Regions from separate parts of the Gossypium hirsutum genome. Here region 2 is linked to region 1. Evidence: chromatin contacts called from public Hi-C data. All regions are on one chromosome and are shown on one strand. The core of a region is the stretch at or near the end of the contact, and the rest is flanking DNA. Distances in the headings are between cores, read along the strand shown. Region 1 holds the start of LOC107897751 (non-lysosomal glucosylceramidase). Region 2 holds the start of LOC107897754 (pentatricopeptide repeat-containing protein At4g01400, mitochondrial).

Region 1 (2,700 bases), core at 165-2,664:
AAAGTTACAATTTGATTATTGAACTATTCGAAAGTTTTTATTTAAGTCACTAGATTATTTTTTTTTTTCAAAAAAGTTTCGCCAGTGAGCTCCAAGCGACGATTCGATGATTGATATAGTGGATCAGTACCTATCGACGAGTAGCACATACCTTAGATCCAAGTTGATTTGATGGTCAATGTCAAAGATTAAAGAAAAAAAGTTATTTGAATTTTAGTTCGCAAATTGTGGCTTCCAAAATTGTTTCATAAAAAAAAACAAACTGAACTATAAAAGAGAAGAGGAAAAAGCGCTTTCTATTGGTGCAGATAGTATGAACAAAAAAAAATCATATAACATTGATTTTAATAGTATAGTGATTTAAATGAAAACTATTAAATAGTCCAGTGATCAAATTATAACCTTTTTTATTAAGTGACCAAAATAAAAACTTACCTATAATTTAATGATTAATAGCATAGTTTATTCTTTTCAAGTTTTAGTAACATATGAACAAGCAAGTGGATCTTGTTATTTGTCCCGTGAGCAGGTGGTATGGAAAATGGAAAAACAGTAAAATTAGTTAGTTGCTCACTGCGTGGGACGCTATGCGATGCGGTCCAGACAAACACCACACGACACAACCGCATATTATCTCAAGTTCGCACCGCCCACTAAATTAGCAAATAATCAAATAAAAATTTTCTTATTTTTACTTTTGTTTTCATTTTTAATTTTAATTAGAAAAATACTCCACCATATTCTTTTTAAGACCAAAAAGAAAGATGACCCCACATCCTCACCCATTGGAGGCAGCTATCACGCATCGACCTTTTACCTGTTCTTTTTTCCTTTTAGGAAAAATTAAAATTTCAAAATTTTTCACATTTTCAAAAAAATATAATTAATAAAATTTTAAAAATATTTGTTGTTTTTAATTTATATGTTTTGAAAATACAACACTTGGCTAAGAATCAAGTTATCAACATCTATACTTATCTTAAGCTTTTAATCCAATTGGTGTATGTACATACTCCGATAAAAAAAATACTAATGTATATAACTAAATTGAAAAATTATTAAAATATTTCTATTTAAAAATAAATTATATTATTATAAAAATATGTTTTTTAGTAATAATTTTTAATAATGTTTTAATTACGAGTTGATAATAAACCAAAATTTTAACCTAACATTATTATTGTATTTTGAACTTGGATGAAATATGATATTAACAAATAAATAAAAAATGAAAGAAATTGGACTTTATTGTGACATTGACACCCACCTGGCGATCCATGAGAGCTGACAAGGCTCCAAAGTCCAAAGGGATCTTCCACGCGCCAACCCTACGGCTCCACCCGTCCCCCCTTCATTCTCTCTCTTTCTTTTATTTTAAATTTTTATTTCTCTTCTTTTTCCATTTTTATATCCCAAAAAAGCCGCCACGAATGCTTAACGCTTGTCCAGTTTTTCTACACGGAAATCTAAAGTACCCCTACATATCTGATCCCGCGATTCTCTGATTTAGCATTTCCTTTCCTTTTCTATTCTTTTTTTTTAAAATATAAATAAGAGATCTTTAGAGTATAGGAGGCTTTTTCTTCCAAGTTCTTTTGCTTTTATTTATTTTTCTTTCTCTTTTGTTGATCGCATGAATTTGGGAAAGGACATTATTGGAGTGGAAATTTGAATTTTGATTAGTCAACATGGTTACTGGAAACTTATTTCATTCTAAAAAGAATTCATGGCCGCCTGAAGAATATGTCAGCCGTAATACTTTACAATTGGTCAGTTTTTTGTTTTGCCTCTTTTTTTTTTCCTTAATATTAACGGGAATAACTTTGTTGATTATGGCGTTCTTTTTTTATAAGTTGATTTCGTTCTGTTTGGTTCCTGAGAAAATGTGTAAAAGCGGAGGAAAAAAAATAGTATTAGTCTAAAAGTTAAGAGGAGCAAGGTTGTTTTTCCACAGAATTAGTTCTATCCTAAAGTAATAAGGTTTCAAATTCATTTTGTAGGAAATTTGAACTATTTATTTTGTATATTTTCTGCCTCTTATTTAATTCAATCATTGCGCGTGATTTTGTAGATAGCATATAAGGCATGCCTTAGGAACTATTTAATTAATTTTTTACTTAAATATTTGGAAATGATCCTTTTTCTTTGTATTTACCATTACTGAGAGCTTGACTGCGAGCTTGCGTCTCGTCAAAATTCAGGAAAAAAAAAAAGGATCGCTGGCCTGATACGATTCATGCCATACATACGATTAGTTGATTTTTGCGGCTGGTGTCTGGTCAAAAACCTGTAAATTGTTTGAAGTAAGAAAAAACGTTTTGAACTTGATGCCACTTAGAATCATTTCAGTATTCGTTTCAACTGTAGGGAAGAGATTGATAGTGATTCGTCTCAAATTAATGGAGTTGGGTCTTCATGATATTATTTCATATCTGATAATCTTAAATCAGCAATATGACAATATTCCGTCTGCATACATATGACTGAATAAAAGGACTAAAAGTGACATTTTGATTTAATTTTGGGTTTCACTGCCACATTTCTTTTATATGAGAACTATTCTATTTGACATGATAATCGTGGTTTCTTTTTTTCAGATTAATTTAAGCTTTCTTCTGTACTGATTTTAATGATTTTTTGGTTTGGTTCTCTATAGTTTAATTTTGATAGTGCTGCCCCACCAAAACAAGCTTGGAGAAG
Region 2 (2,718 bases), core at 195-2,694, 330 kb after region 1:
CATATAAGTTAATACTTATAATATAATTTTTATCACTTAAACTTGTATAAAAAATAAATTTTTTAAAGCTAAAATCATGTATGAATGTTTAAAAAATTATGGGTAATTGAATTTAGGTGTAATTACTCACATAATTACTCTAATTCTCACCCTCTTCCCTAAGAATTAGAAAGTGTAATTGAATGCTCAAATTATACAAATTTAGTGAACCTACCAATTATAATGGTAACTCAAACATGTCACTTTTGTGTAATTACAAGCAATTACATTCAAAAATAATTTTTAACGCTATACCAATCAAAGACAATTTTAATTGGAAAACTTCTTTTAAGTCTCTTTAAATTTTAATTTTTTTATTTTGATATTACAATTAGTATTTAAGAAAAAGGACAAATTTGTATTTAGCCCCTAAAACTTTTCTCAGTTTTTCTTAAAATTTGATTCTTTTTATAAATTTTTATAATAAATTTAGTAACATTTTTAATTTAATTTGATAAATGAAAACAAATTAATATCTAAATATTAATTCGGTAAATATAAAATTTAATAATTACAATATTTAAATATAAAAATAAATATTAATTAAGTAAAATAGCTTAAATACTTGTATCATCTAATGCAAATTAAGTATTAAAATTATCTCGAACTTAAAAATACATTATCAAAGTCATATTACGACTGCATGGTAAACAGGATGAATAGAAATGGACGGGACATCACCATCTTTGGGCAGTGTGCGGACAAAGTTAGAACAATGTTGGGAAGCTTTACTTCGGTTGATGTTAAGTGGGCCTCTAGGTGCTGCAACAAAACAGTTGATTTTATTTGTAATTTTGTTCTTGATAACAAATGTTCTTGGGATTTTGATGAGAATTATCCTAAGGAAATTCATAAGTACGAAATTTCTAAGCGATTAATTGAGATTTCGGCCTGTTTAGATCTTTTGATTAAAAAAAGGTAAATTACACCAACAGTCACTTAATTTTGGGTAGCTGATAAAACAGTTACCTTAATTTCATTTCAGTCACTTAACTTTAAAAAAGTGACAAAACAGTCATTTCCGTCACAGACGTCACAGTAAAGTGACATAACAGATGACGGTCTCTAGGTGGCCGGTTACCACCAATTTAACAGCCCTATCAGCACTAATTTAGGGTTTAAAAAGAGAAGAAGAAGAAGAAGAGAAAAAATAGAGATGTGTCCAGTTTTCAAATCAACGGCAACCGTCGCTGTCGCCAATAGCTTCCCCTACATGAGTCTTGAAACTGATATCCGCCTAATCCGACCCTCTCCTCGCTAAAGAAATCTTCGATGTTGTCACCACCCAACCCGGTTTTTGTCATTCTTACTCTTCCTTCCTCATCCTCATTCTCAAATTCGGTGGTTCCAAGCACTTTTATCTTGTCAACAACCTTCTCATTCGTCTCAAATCCGATCAAAATCTATGTCGACTCTCTTTTCTTACCTCATCAAAATCTATGCTGAAGCTGATTTATCCCAGAAAGCTCTCAATGTGTTCTACAAAATGCTTGAATTCAATGTTAAGCCTTTACTCAGAAACTTAAATCATATCCTTGAGCTGCTTGTTTCTCATCGTGACTTCATCATGCCTGTTTTCGACCTTTTCAAGATTGCCTATAAATATAGTGTTTTCCCCAATACCAAATCTTACAACATTTTGATGGGTGCATTTTGTTTGAATGGGGACTTAAGTATTGCATACAAACTGTTCAAAAAATTGTTTGAGAGAGGTGTTATGCCTGATGTCGAGTCTTATAGGATATTAATGCAAAGGGTATGCAAGAAGAGTCAAGTGAATAGAGCTGTAGATTTGTTAGAAGATATGTTGAATAAAAGATTTGTACCAGATTCATTGAGTTATACTACTTTGTTGAATAGTTTGTGTAGGAAGAAGAAGCTTAGAGAAGGAAGAGCTATGGATGCTATTAAGGTTTTTGCACAGCCATTACAGTGGAAGAAATCATATCAACTATTGCGAAATTTTAGATTTCAGGACAACTTTAAGCTTGGATATCAATGGTATCGCCCTTGTTTATACCACTGCAACTTTAGCTGTTGCTATGACAAGTTACCTGCCTGTCATCACTTTTTTATTGGCTGTGTTAATCGATTAAATTACACCATCAGTGGCCGATGACAAGAGACGAATTTTGGGTCAGTGGAGAATTATTAGCCGACCAAACAAGGGCGTTATTTCTAGATGTGTTGTAATACCAAATAGAGAAAGTGTAGAGATTTGTAGAAGAACTCATTGACTTAAACCAAGCAGCGAAGATTTTGTTTGAACAGATAAGATTTTTTTTTTGAGATGGAGTCCATGGGAAATCCAAGAAATTGAAAGATCGATATTGCCAGGACAACAATGGCGGAAGGTTACAGAGGAAGAGGCAAAGAAGATTTTTTTTTACAGTCTCTTCTTCTTCTTCTTCTCTATTATTAACGTTATTTTTTTTTCAATTTTTTTTTAAATTGGGTGGGTTTTACTATGTACATCCAATGTGGCAAGTTAACTTGCCACATCAGCTGGTTAAATTGTCACATCAGCTGTCCCGTTAACCCCTAATGGAAATTGTTAATCGGTGATTATTTTGTCACTTTTTTATAACGTTAGTGACTGTTTTATTATTTTTTAAAAGTTGAGTGACTGATATGAAACCTAAGTGACTATTTTGTTAATTATTCTAAAATTGAGTGACT

What was found. Hi-C and Micro-C count contacts between places; a contact is called where the count stands out from the background.
Region 2: a contact with region 1 is called in a Hi-C map of hypocotyl, with 2.6 times the contacts expected there. The contact joins the promoter of LOC107897754 here to the promoter of LOC107897751 in region 1. A contact is called at or near these places in 11 of 34 Hi-C or Micro-C datasets (callus, fibers, hypocotyl and 2 more).

What each region holds. Positions count from the first base shown.
Region 1 is chrA10:65,576,158-65,578,857 of Gossypium_hirsutum_v2.1, forward strand. LOC107897751 (non-lysosomal glucosylceramidase) reads left to right here and starts at 1,415. Exons shown (of 18, transcript XM_016823320.2): 1 at 1,415-1,769; 2 at 2,657-2,700. The coding sequence starts at 1,689.
Region 2 is chrA10:65,906,169-65,908,886 of Gossypium_hirsutum_v2.1, forward strand. LOC107897754 (pentatricopeptide repeat-containing protein At4g01400, mitochondrial) reads left to right here and starts at 1,445. Exons shown (of 1, transcript XM_016823326.2): 1 at 1,445-2,158. The coding sequence starts at 1,445. The coding sequence ends at 2,158.